2 separate regions of the Sus scrofa genome follow, and region 1 is linked to region 2. Evidence: chromatin contacts called from public HiChIP or PLAC-seq data. All regions are on one chromosome and are shown on one strand. The core of a region is the stretch at or near the end of the contact, and the rest is flanking DNA. Distances in the headings are between cores, read along the strand shown.

What was found. HiChIP or PLAC-seq counts read pairs in DNA pulled down with a chosen protein or histone mark.
Region 1: a contact with region 2 is called in an H3K27ac HiChIP or PLAC-seq map of skeletal muscle. The contact joins two enhancer-like sites. A contact is called at or near these places in 1 of 5 promoter capture datasets (liver), 30 of 47 Hi-C or Micro-C datasets (adipose tissue, alveolar macrophages, blood and 16 more) and 2 of 2 datasets of contacts at active chromatin or transcription factors (alveolar macrophages and skeletal muscle).

Annotation. Positions count from the first base shown.
Region 1 is chr6:19,732,908-19,739,355 of Sscrofa11.1, reverse strand. No RefSeq gene overlaps it. Among named protein-coding and RNA genes, the nearest start is that of KIFC3, 40 kb to the right of the region's middle. Within about 2 kb of position 5,040, at least 21 of the 83 cell types and tissues checked have an H3K27ac peak or open chromatin away from gene starts, as enhancers often do. A contact at or near this core is called in alveolar macrophages and skeletal muscle, where this site is marked.
Region 2 is chr6:19,654,193-19,660,773 of Sscrofa11.1, reverse strand. It overlaps KATNB1 (katanin p80 WD40 repeat-containing subunit B1), which reads right to left. Exons shown (of 20, transcript XM_021093935.1): 8 at 6,372-6,487; 9 at 5,926-5,997; 10 at 5,614-5,764; 11 at 5,290-5,480; 12 at 5,056-5,186; 13 at 4,661-4,711; 14 at 3,752-3,819; 15 at 3,489-3,611; 16 at 3,249-3,398; 17 at 2,979-3,055; 18 at 2,817-2,891; 19 at 2,503-2,619; 20 at 1,740-2,167. The coding sequence ends at 2,035. It overlaps KIFC3 (kinesin-like protein KIFC3), which reads left to right. Exons shown (of 21, transcript XM_021093927.1): 21 at 132-787. The coding sequence ends at 157. Among named protein-coding and RNA genes, the nearest start is that of KATNB1, 27 kb to the right of the region's middle. Within about 2 kb of position 2,038, at least 11 of the 83 cell types and tissues checked have an H3K27ac peak or open chromatin away from gene starts, as enhancers often do. A contact at or near this core is called in alveolar macrophages and skeletal muscle, where this site is marked.

The DNA of each region.
Region 1 (6,448 bases), core at 3,791-6,290, 76 kb before region 2:
AAGAACAGGTCTATAAAGTCATGTGCACTGCAGATATAGGTTATTATTATTTGGAAATATAATTATGTATTACAGTGGGATCTTCCTTTGGAGATGGCTTAGGTGTAGGACTGCTTTGGTCCCCTCCCCACTCAAGGGCCCTTCTATACTTAAGTGTCTGTAAAATGCCCATCATTTAAAATGTTTGCTTTGCCCAGGAAGTCATCTCAGGATCATGGCCCTGGGGACAGATTAGAGCAAAGACTCAGGGTCCTTCTACTTCAGTATGTATTTAATTAAAAGAATTTTTTTTTTAATGTGTTCAGTTGGTCGGTTGATTCTTGTTTTTGGCAACTAGAGAGTAATTTAGAAATTAAATATCAGGTGAATAAAATTTTTAGGTCAGTACTTTGTTTTTTGTTTTTTTTTCTGTGTGTGGCATATGGAAATTTCCAGGCGAGGGGTCAAATGGGAGCTGCGGCTGCTGTTCTACACCACAGCCATAGCAAAGTGGGATCCAAGCCTTGTCTGTGACCTATTACCTCAGCTCATGGCCATGCCGGATTCTTGACCCACTGAGTGAGGTCAGGGATTGAACCTGCGTGCTCATGGATACTAGATGGATTCGTTACCACTGAGCCACAGTGGGAACTCCAGGTCGGGATGTTTTAATGGAACTTACACGTGCGCATGAGTTAGACACCAGAGTTTTGCTTCTTCTCTCAGAATTGTCCCTAGTATTTTCTGTAGTGTGAATTGTCAATATTTGGGTTTATTTTGAACATTTCTTTTTATACACTGATGAAAGTAAAAAAAGAAATTTTAAAACATACACCTTGTATATAAATACTTTGTGTGGTTTTACTGGGTTATTAGAAGTCTATGTCACAGATGCTTTGCTAGTACCCGTCTTCCCAAGGTAAAAATTTAATTAGGATCACCAGCAGTAAATTGATAAAAGCACAGGCGGGCGCAAGAATTGTTTTGTTGCCATCTTCATGTTTCAGACATCCTAATTGGCTGCTTCACAAGGGTTCTGAGGTTAATTAGTTATTCCATCACCAGGATAAAGGACTTAAGTCACTGAAGTTAGGCCTCCTGATGTAACTTCACAGTTGACCTCATTTCTTGCTGCTTCATAATTAAGCCTGGGCTTTGCTGCTGCCTACCCTCCCCACGGCCCGCCTTTCTGCTCGCTGCTGCTGCTGCTGCGTCTGTCATCACTAGGGGGCGCTACGGCTCGCATTATAGCTGCTGGAGATTCAGGGGACATCGCTGTTGGAGTTGTGAGGGCTGGAACCTGAGAACTGGAAGATCCCTTCAAAGCCAATCTGAGCAGCACTGTTGCTTTACAAACGATGAAACAGAAACTCAGTGAAAATAATTTGTCAGAGTCCAACAGACTTCTGGGCTTCTCCTTCTCCTCCTGTGTGTTAGTAGCTCCCACTGTAACCTCATCACTTGAGAAGGAGCCTGAGAAGGAAAAGAGAGCGGGGAGTTACGGGGTCAGATCTGTTTTGCAAAGAGCACTCCGGCACCCACAGGATAGCATTCACCAGGTACCATTCATTTATTCATTCATTTGTTTATGTCAGAAACAGCTCTCGAATACTTTTTTGCACAGTGCCAGGCACTGGGAATAATTAAAACAAAAATCAGACAAGGAGCCTAGGAATTCACATTCTCTTAGGGAATACAGAAATTCAAAAAAAACCACACCCTAAATCAAAGATGCATTGATAGGGTGATGATAGTACCCTCTGGTCTCTTAGAGGAATGTGCAAACAGCTGCAGGAGGAATTGGAAGATTTCAGTGAGGTAACACGAGAGTCTGAAGGACACAGAGGGTCTTGGAGGCTGGGAAATGGAAGGAAGGGCCTTCAAGGCAGAGACGAGCAGGTGAAGGAGGAGATGATGCTTTGTGGCCGACGCCCCAAGGGCACAGGGCAGAGGGACAGCTGGCAATCCTGGAAGGAAGGGGCTGGACTCTGAAGGCTTCATCTGAGGTGTTACACTCAGGAATTTGCTTTATGTGGTGGGACGGCCCGGGAAGGAGCAGCCCTCAGAGAATGGCCTGGGCAGATCTGCTTTCCAGAAAGAGCAGCCTGGCAGGGGCACGGAGGCCCAGAGGCATGGAAGCCTCGGCGTTGGAGGCTGATGTCGCCGAGCCGAGCTAGTTGGGGGTGGCAGTGGGGGCTGGGAGGGGAAGGCGTGTGGGAGGCAGATTTTAGGAATGGAACCATCAGACTTGTTGAAAAACAGTGACTGGGCCCCGCAACCCATACCCTTGCAGGGGTGTTACAACTCGGGTGCTCGAATTCCTTATAAAGCCTTGAAGAAATGGTTTTAATTAAATGCATATATCACTTGGATAGCATTTCTGAAATTATTCTTACGATGCCGTTAGAAGGCATTCCAAGTTGTAGCACAGAAAAATCCTCCTCGTAGAGCAACCCTCCCACCTGACTTAAAGGGATTATGAACACCCCTCCCCACTCCCCTCCCCCAGATTGAAATTAGGAAGAGAGCAGGCCTCCTGCCACCAGGGCCGTCCTCCTGCTTTACTGCTTCATGCCACTGAGGTTTTCCTTTCATCTGCCCAAATGCTGTTTCCAGCAGATGACTTTTCTCTGGGCTGCCATCACTGATGATGGGTGAGGCCATTACCTCTCTCCTGACCTGTCATCTGTACCAAGACCAGCCTGAAGGGGCCTGCTGTGGGAGGCGGCTGTGCCTTTCTTGGTAGCTGCAAGGCAGACTTGGGGGGGGGTGGGGGGGCTGCTCTGGGTAAGCCCCAAGCTGCCACTTTCCCCTGGAGGGCCTTGTCTTTTTAAAAATTTCCAAGTCCAGGAGTTCCCATTGTGGCGCAGGGGTTAACGAATCCCACTAGGAAACATGAGGTTGCGGGTTCGATCCCTCGCCTTGCTCAGTGGGTTAAGGATCTGGCATTGCCGTGAGCTGTGGTGCAGGTTGCAGACACGGCTCAGATCACGAGTTGCTGTGGCTCCAGCGTAGGCCAGCGGCGACAGCTCCGATTGGACCCCTAGCCTGGGAACCTCCATATGCCGCAGGAGCGGCCCAAGAAATGGCAAAAAAGACAAAAAAAAAAAAAAAAAAAAAAAAATCCAAGTCCAGGAGTTCCCTTCATAGCTCTGCAGTTAATGAATCTGATTAGCATCCATGAGGATGCAGGTTCAATTCCTGGCCTTGCTCAGTGGGTTAGGGATCCCGTGTTTCTGTGAGTTGTGGTGTAGTTTGCAGAGGAGGCTCAGATCTGGCGTTGCTGTGACTGTGGTGTAGGCTGGCAGCTGTAGCTCCAATTCAACCCCTTGCCTGGGAACTTCCATATGCTGTGGGTGTGGCCCTAAAAAGACAAGAAAAAAAAAAATTCAAGTCCGGAATCATCTGATTTTCCTTTGGTCCTCCTCAAGCACTAATAACTTTATTGTTACACTTAAGACCTCTTGGCTCCCCAGATTGAACATTCTGTGAATTGAATCCTGTTTGACATATGTGCCTGGGGGGCCCTAGATGGAGGAAGGTGCAGCAAAGACCTGGGTGGAAGGAGGAGCCTTGAAAAATTTGAAGCATATGATCGTTTCTTTGTTTATATAGGTTTCAGGTTTAGGGTTTTCTTTAAGAGGCAATAAAAGCTCCCATTTATGGAGACTTACCACGTGCCAGGCATTTTTATATTTTGTCTCTAATCCCCTGGGATCTTCCCTTGCCAGGAAAGCTCTGCTCGGCTCTCCTCCTTGGCAGCACCCCCCTGCCCCCCGCACTCTGTGCCAGCACGTGATGGGCCTCCGTGCAGCTCTGCCGTGTTGACTCTCCCCATTACAAGTGAGGCAGCTGCAGCTCGGGTTATGGGCTCTTGCATTATTCACGTGTCCATGTAATAAGCACTTAGTTTAGACAGAGCGCTGAGGGGCGCTGGAGCTGAAAGGGGGGAAGGAGCTGCCGTGTGTGGATCAGAAAAGCTCTCAGGCACCAGCTGCCATGAGGAAGCCCCTCTGCCAGGATTTGTACCCAGAAGCTCATCGTCAGTCTTTGAGACTCTAAACACATCACTGACCAGTTTGCCTACTCCCTGCGCTTGAAAATATTTTACTTGCAGGAAAGGTTTTTTGGGTCACATGCACCATTCTGCCCTCCTGACCCTCGATGCTGCCGTGAACATGGCATGAGTGTCACTGGAAGTGCCCGCTGCTTGGACCACTGTCCTTGCCACTTCCAATGTGCTGTTCCACCACTTCAGAAATCTTTTTTTTTTTTTTTTTTTGCTTTTTAGGGCCACACCTGTGGCATATAGAGGTTCCCAGGCTAGGGGTTGAATTGGAGCTGTAGCCGCTGGGCTGCGCCAGAGCCACAGCAACACGGGATCCGAGCCGCGTCTGCGACCTACACCACAGCTCACGGCAACGCCAGATCCTTAACCCACTGAGCAAGGCCAGGGATCGAACCCGCAACCTCATGGATCCTAGTCTGGTTCATTAACTGCCGAGCCGTGAAGGGAACTCCCAGAAATCTTTTCTCCGTGTGCTTTCTTTTTCTCTTCTCCAGTTGGGCTCAGTGGCGCTTACAGAACAATTATTGCTCCTCGTATGAATGTGCTTTGCGCTGACCCTCCTAAATGTGAATGGGGAGGACGTCTAGTGACGTGTGGAGGCTGGAGCATGTGCATTGATTGTCATCCCTTCTTGAACCCAAATGAAATGAGTGGAAAGGATTAAAAAAGTAAAAACTCATAAGGATGAAAAGAGGAAACAACAGCAGACAAAAGAGGTCAAAGAAGCTGGACTTGGAAACACCTGGCAGAGAGGGGTGGGCTGATGAGTCATCAAACCCAAAACAGAGATCAAGGGAACCCTGAACAATGACAGGTCTGGCCGCCTTTCCCGTTTAGGTCTCAGAATATCGGCATCAGGGATTATACTCAGCCCTGGCAGGAGGTGGGACTATTCGCTTCCAGGGAAATTGACCAGCTCAAGAGAAAGGACCTATGACAGTGACAGTGGAGGCCCTCCTGAAAGGGCCTGGTCCCCACTCTGTCCCCTGTACAGGAAGTCCTCTAATCACAACCTCTTTCCACACAGCAGTTTGCAATCAACTTTGTAATGCCTCATCCTTAAATAGAAACAGAAAGTCAAGAATAATCTAGCAGGAAGTCTAACTGAAACGTGGATACCAAGACCAAACAAACAGGAGAAAAAGAGAGAAAACAGACAATTGAGGCAGCAGAAGAAAGAAAAAAAATGAACTTTATAATTAATGGTTCCAGAGAGATGAGATGCAAATGCATTCTTGAAATGTTATATAATAAAGGAATATTTAAAACTGATAAAAACCTCTGGGGAATTAAAAATATAATGTCAAGGGGGAAATCAGTAGCAGGTCGGAAGATAAAGCTGAGGAAGCTTCTCAGGAGCTAGAACAAAAGTAGATGAAAAAATAAGAAAGGTAGATTCAAATCAGCAGTTCAAAAAAAACAAGAAACAAAAGCAAAAAACCAGACCCAAAGGAATTCCAGAGAGAACTAAGAAAAATAGGAGAGGAGGAAAATAGCAAAGAAATAACCCAAGAATGGAGTTCCTTTTTCAGTGGTTTAAGAACCCCACTGGCATCCATGAGGATGCAGGTTCGATCCCTGGCCTTACTCAGTGGGTTAAGGATCTGGTGCTGCCATGAGCGGTGGTGTAGGCCAAAGATGTGGCTCAGATCTGGCTGTGATGTAAGCCAGCAGCTACAGCTCTGATTCAACCCCTAGCTTCAGGAATTTCCATATGCCATGGGAGCAGCTCTAAAAAATAATTAATTAAAAGAAATAACCCAGAAAATTTGCCACAACGGAAGCACATGAATTTCTAAATTGAACAAATCCTGCTGAGCACCCAGCACTGTGGGTGACAGTCTTTAAGGAGTCACATATCTCAGGTTTGTCCAAGTATTTTCACAGAGCACTTGTTACTCTTAGTAGATATCCACTACTAAGTGGCAGAGGAAAAGTAGTTTCTCTGTCCCTTCATAAAATTTCCTCCTTCAGAAACTTCCCATTACAAACCAGAGGGAACCACTGGAAATGCTTTGAAGCTTAACTCATGCTGAGAAGAATGTTAACCACTCATCCTAAGCGCCTCTACTCAACATCTATTCTAAAAGCAGCGAGTTTATGTCCTCCCCTTCCTAAAAAACTAACTCTGTAGTTTAAAAGATTATACATTTGGAGTTCCCATCGTGGCTCAATGGCTAACAAATCCGACTAGGAACCACGAGGTTGCGGGTTCGATCCCTGGCCTTGCTCAGTGGAAGGTTGTATGCGGGCTCAGGATCAAGCCTGGATTGGTTGCTGTGGCTGTGGTGTAGGCCGCAGCTACAGCTCCAATTAGACCCCTAGCCTGGGAACCTCCCTATGCCATGGGAGTGGCCCTAGAAAAAGGCAAACAGACAAAATAAATAAATAAATAAAATA
Region 2 (6,581 bases), core at 789-3,288:
GCCGGGAAGCTGGCTGCTCCGGGCGGGGTCTGTCGTCAGCTGCCTGCTGTCTGCGTGCTTCTGCCCGGCTTCCTCCCGCTCTGGGACAGAGGCTGCCGATCCGGGACTAACGCGCCCCTCTCCTCCTGCAGGGAAGTGCAGGCCGCTGCCTGTGTGATGGACACGTCCACCCTGCCGGACCAGGGACTGGGCTGACGCCCGGCTGGCCTGCTCCTGCTGCAGTGCTGAGAGCCCGGGAGGCAGAGGCCAGAGTGGAGGTTCCTCTTTTGCCCCAACTCCCTTCAGCAATGAGAAACATGTTTAGAAGGAAACGGTGTCTTTCCCCTGTGGCTCTGGGCGCAAAGGGCATGGGCTGGAAGGGGAAGCCCAGGCCCGCTGAGTGGGCCCTCGTGGGGCGGCTGGGCAGGTGTGGGAGGGTGGGCTGGCCCAGCCCCCTCCCCAGCCTGCAGGGCCCTCCCTGGTGGGTGGGCTGGGGAGCCCCCAGAAGGCAGGGAATGGTGGGAACTGGGCGGCTGGTGGGCGGCCCCGTCCCACTCGTCTCCGCTCCCAGGGAGTTGAGGTCTCCCTGGGCGTGTGCAGAGTGTTGGGGTGCACAGAGTGGCCCGGCCCTTGCCATGGGCCGGGCTGTATTTACGGTTGGCAGGAGGCCCGTGGGCAGGGATGTTGCTGCTTCCCCTCATCAGCCTGGCACCAGGCCGTCTCCTTGCTTACTGGCCTCCTGCCACTCTATTTAAAAACTTTTGGAAGCTTAGCCATTTTTACTTATTAAAATAACGTTTTTACACAAGTGTTGTTTGAGAGAGTTGGTTTCGTGAGCCCCTGGTGGGATCGCAGAGCAGGGCATTGGCCCGTGCAGGCTGCGCACCCACAGCCCTCCTGAGCTGCCCAGAAGCCCGGCTCCCGTGTCCTCCACCTGCACGAGTGGGAGAAGCCAGCGGCCTCCCTAGCCTGGTTGCCCTTATCGTGACCCAGGTCAGCAGTGCTGTCACCTCCCTTTTATGGAGCAGATGGGAAACTCAAGCGTTTGAAGAGCCTCCACAGCCCCAGCCAGGACGGACCCCATTCCACGGCCTGCCCTCTGCCCCAGTCTTGCCGCCTTAGGTGAACTGGCCACAGGTGAATGCCACCCCCCCCACTGCCTATGGCACCCCACCCATCAGTGCAGCACCACCCCCCTTCCCACCACGGGGGCTGTGCTGGCCTGCACCTGGTTCCAGCCTTGCGGGAACGCACCAGGGCTCAGTGGGTCCTCCCGCCGACTGGGCTGAACTTGCAGTCGCAGGAGCAGGGATGACCCCCTGGGCCAGGGGAGCTGTTCTGGGTAGCCAGCACCGGGGTTCCTGTGGGGAGTGAAGGCTGTTCACAGCCCTCCTACAAGGAGGCAGGAGAGTGGAGGGTTCCAGGCCCACCTAGTGGTGGCCACGCCTGCAAGGCCAGGGGCCCGGCGCCCTGCAGTGGACAGCTGCTGGCTGGCCTTGGAGGCTGCACAGGACAGCAGGGAGGGGTGGCTGAGACAGAGGAGCTGGGCTGGTGAGCCCATTCCTCACCTGTTTCTCTAAGCCTTGAAGAGGGAGTTGCTGTTCCCTGCTGCTTCACCCCAGAGGAAATCTCTGTCCCTTCCCACCGGCCCATCACGCTGCTGCCCCCTGCTGGCCACACTGCCTGGCACACGGCCTGAAGGGTTGGTCTCAGGACAGCCTGGCAACTGTAACCAGAGGATTCCCAATGAGGAAAGCAGGGCAAGTTACAAATTTAATAAGATTCACCTTCATAAATTACAGCAGCAGCCTCAGGGCTCAGTTTGCTGCCCCATGAAGCAGAAGTTGGGCAAAGCTGGACACCTGCTCCTGGAGAGAAGCTGTCTCAGAGGTCAGGGCTGTGGAGGTGGCCAGTGGGCCAGCGCCGCCTCCAGGATGGCCGCAGGGCAGCAGCGGGGGCCGAGCAGAGGCTCATGGGCCGGTGGGCACACAGGGAACAGGAGCAGGGGCCGAGGCCAGGCCTGAGGGCTGCCCGTGCCCCTACCCTCTGGGCTCCTCAGTCCAAGCTGGCCATGAGCAGGTGCAGCTCCCGGAAGGCACTGCCATGGCGGCCGCTCAAGCTCGACTTGCTTTTAACAAAGCCGCTGATGCTCTTGAGCTGCTTGTAGCAGAGCCGGCACTTGTGCAGCCTGTGGGCAGAAGGGCAGCACTTGACGTGCAGCACCGGCACTGGATCCCACCCAAGGCCAGGGCCTTTCCTGTACTAATCCCTCCCTCTCCTCCTCCCATAGCAAGGCCAAGGCTCAGCACGCAGGACCCACTGAGGCTGGGCCAGGGCTTAAAGCAGAGCCAGGCCTCAGAGGAAGCCAGGCTCTGGCTACCCTGCCCGAGCCACCGTCCCAGGCCCAATAACCTTCTCTATAAGCGGTTTCAGCAGGGCCGTCACCAAGCAGGCTGAGCCCCCAGGCCTAGGGGGCCTCGCGGCAGGGCACTGCAGCCTCACCCCCACTGCCTGGCCCCTCACCTCTCCTCCCGGCTGATGTCCACACCCACGGAGGGCGGGGCCGCCAGCATGTCAGTGATCAGGGGCAGAAACCGCTTCAGGATCAGCTTCAGGGAGGTGCAGCCCGTCTGGACGTAGCTTCAGAGAGATGGATGGAGTCACAAAAAGATAACAGCGGGCAAGGTACACACAGGAGCAGGGGCTTGATGTCATTCTGGCCTCTCCAACCAGGAGGGGAAAGCAAAGCTGCCCAGCCACATTGCTGGCCCTGGGGGTCTCTGCCGTGGTCCCCCCTCTTCCCTGCTGTGAGGCAGGTGCTGCTTCCCCACGTGTACCTCTCATACTTGCTCTTCAGAAGCTTCTCGATCTGCGGCAGGATGGTGGTGCACAGGTCCAGCTTCCACAGGGAGCTGGGGAGAGGGCCGGGGACATGGGCCCTCAGCGCCGGTCCTGCCCACGCCACCCACACCCCTCCGCACCCCACCACGGCCACTTACGCCTTCTGGTTGACAATGTTGAGGAGGTCGACTACCACCGACAGGTCGTTGATGGCCACGGCAGAGTCCACCGATGTCTGTGCAAACAGAGCACCCATCAGAGGGGACTGGGGACAGTGGCCTGGGGGTGGCATGGTGATGGGGTGTATGGGGGGGTGTTAGCAAGACTGCACAGCGTGGTGAGAGGGGCCATCTGGCCCTCACTGCCCCCCCACCCCACAGGCAGCCCTCTTCTCAGCGCAGCCAAAACCCAGCAGAGGTGGCACTTGCCTTGATGTCGCCTGTGGTCCACGCGGCCCACACAGTATCCAGGTTCTTGTGGCGGCTGGTGAGCACAACACACATGGTGTCGTGGCCTTTGCGGATCTGGGACATGGCATCCTCGTCAAGCAGCTCCACCTGCTGGGGGATCTTCACGGCCTGAGGGATGGGTGCACGGATGCTGGCAGCCAAGTTCTGCCCTCGCCCCTCAGGCCTCCAGCTGCCCTCAGTGTCTGGGCCCCCACTCACGGGCAGGAAGTCGGAGGCCTTCAGCCCGATGGGCTCATTCCGGGTGGCAGGGATGATGGCAGGCTCGGCCTTGGGTGCGGGGGTGGAAGTGACGACAGTGGGGGGCCCGGGCAGGACCTCGAGCTGGAGAGGTCGGGAGCTCAGCAGGCGGCCAGCCTGAGGCCTCCCCCTCTGCCCCCGCCCCGGCACGGCCGCCTCAACCCTGGCTCAGGACTCCAGCCCCCCTCTGAAACCCACACCACGCCAGTGCCGCTGGGACATACATTTGGCACCGGGAACTGCACATCTGTGGCTGGGCTGGGCTTTGCTGCCTCCTTGGCTGTGGCCATGTCTAGAGGCAGAAGGAAAAGATCACTGGGTCAGGTCGGGCCAGGAGAAGACACCGGCGGGAAGAGGCCAGCGCTCGGGGTGGGACTCTGGGTGGCACCTGTGACTGCGGGAGGCCCGGGGGAGGGGCTGGGCCTGTCCTCTCCCTTCCACCCACTCAACCTCCAGTTTGGCAAAAAACAGGCACCAGGCCCTGTGTGTGGACGGGGCCCAGGGAGCTCCAGGGGGCGGCGATCCATCACCTCCTCCGGAGAGGAGTGTGTGGAGAGCGGGGAGGGAGCGGCCCCTCGGGCCCCCAGCCTGCGGGAACGAGGATGGCCCCTTGAGGAGAAAGCCGGGGAGGGGCCGAGGGGCTGAGGATCAGGGCGCCCACCCCACCTTCTCCAAGTTCAAAGCAGATCAGGTTTGCTCCCTGCTCAAATGCTCCAGCAGCCAAACCCAGACCCCCACCCAGGGCCTGGCCGCCTGCTGCCGGCCCCCAGGCCCAGGCCCTCCTTGGGGCTCCCTCCCACTGGAGGCCCTTCCCTTCTGTCCCCTCATCTGGCCCTCAGGCCTGCCTGGTGTGCTGCCTCCCTGGAGCCTCACAGGCCTTGCAGCTCCTCCCCACACCCACTCTTCCCCCCACGTGGCCGTCTACCGCCTGCTCCTCACTGGGCTCCTAACGGAGCACCTGCCTGCCTGCTCAAGCACCGGAGCCTAGTGCAAGCCCGGCACACAGTGGGTGCTTCTGGGCGAAGGGAGGAGAAAGATCCAGGGGGAGAGAGGCTGGAAAGGCTGCGCTGAGACGGAGGCCTGAGGGCTCTCAGCTGGGGACCCTGGGAGGCCAGGCTCTGCCCTCCACTCACCGTCCTCTGGGGGTGCTGGGAAGGGCTCACTTCTTCGGGGTGGTGTCCGACCTGCAGAGGCAAAGGTGGCTGGGGACTCACAGTGGCCAGCCCGGGGCTGCTGTCTGAGACCCTATGGGATAGCCCGGGACCCGAACCCTCAAGTTCGCCCCTCCCCACCTACTTGGCCCAGTGGGCCTGCCTTTGCTCAGGGAGAGCAGGGTACTGAGTGGCTGCTGGGCTGCTGCTGGGGCCTAGAGGACCTGGGAACAGAGCCCAGACCCAGGTGTGGGTTAGGAATTAACGCTAAGGGAGCAGAGGACAGGGACGCCACCCCTGGAAAGGGCCGTCTGCTTCCAGGGACAGATGGGGATGCTGGGGCTCGGAGGGCAGGGGCGGAAGGGCCCGGGCCTCACTGATGCTGTTCTTGGGCTGGAAGATCTCGTTGTAATCCTCGGTGTTCTGGATCTCGGCCCGAGACTCGCGCTCATCCCGGTCGTCCTCGCTGCTGGGGCTGCGGCGCTCGCTCTCCGAGTTCTGCTTCACCCTGGGGAGCAGGGAAGCCCAGAGGAGGTGGCGGCCTGGGTGAGGCCAGGGCTGGGGGCCCACTCCTGTGCCCCCAGCGCCCTCCAAGGCCCCGAGCACCCCACCTCTGAGGCTTGCTGCAGGCTGTGCTGGGCCGCTCATAGATGCGCCGAAGCGGGGCACTGGGGTGGGGCGGCTGCTGCGCCAGGGGCCGGCTGTCCTGCACGGGGTCCTGGGCCACCGTGCCTGTCCTGGTGACCCGCGTCAGGTCCACCACGTAAGAGGAGACGTTGCTCTGGGAGAAGGCCACACCTATCTGCAGGAAGCGGCAGAGCTGGGGCGGGACCCTTGGCGGCAGCGGCTGGGGGACGGTGGCGGGATCCCCACAGGGCTGAGTGGGAGTTGGGGGCCAGAGGTGGAGGCAGGCAGGTGGGTGGCAGTTCTCTCACCAGCTGGTCGTTGCAGATGGCCAGGTCGGCCACCTTGCCCCAGTTGACGAGGACCACGTCAAAGCAGCGCTCGGGCTCCCAGCCGTAGACACGCAGGGAGTCCTGGCAGCCGCTGTACAGGCAGCAGCCATCGGGGTTGAAGAGGACACTCCTAGCCCAGGTGAGAGGGGGCCGTGGGTCAAAAGAAACCTGGGGGAGCAGCAGGGAGCCCAGGCCCCGAGGGAGCAGAAGCAGAGATGGGAAGGGCCCACCCACCGCCACATCCCACTGCCCAGGAGTGGGGCCTGGGCCCACCCCCAGCTGCCCGCGTACCTGACAGGCCCCGGCTCCCCTTCGATGCAGCTCACCACCTGGAATTTCTCCAGATCCCAGAAGCGGATGGTCCTGCAAAGGAGGCCAGGCTGTGCAGGGAAGCCCGCTTCTCTCAGGACTGACCGCCCAGGTCAGGGCCACTAGGAACAATGCCAGGGGCCAGGGGCTGGCCCTGTGCAGGCCGTGGGAGGGATTTGGCACATGGGAAGTGAACACCGGCCTTGGATCCAAACGGGCCGTGAAGGCCCAGGACACTGGGTCCGGGAAATCAGAGTGGGGGAGGGAGGCGACCCAAGTCCTATTCTGACTGGCGGTCAATTCAGTCTACATAGGATCATCAGGCACATGACACCCTGGGCCGGAGACATCCTGAGGACAGGTATACGTGCAGGACAGAGAGGTGAAGGACGACAGTCTCGGGCGACGGGCCCCGCTCCTCCCCTCACCTGTCTGAGCTGCCAGAAGCCAGGAGGTACTCATTGGGGTGGAACTCCACCACGTTGACAGGCCCCGTGTGGCCAGGGAACTCAGACATCATCTTGCCAGCAGTCAGGTCCCAGAGCTGGGGCAGGGCGGCATGGACGTAAGGACCAGCCCCGGCCCTCGGCTGCCCGCTCCCAAGCACTCAATCCCCAAACTAACCCCAGGTCTGGACA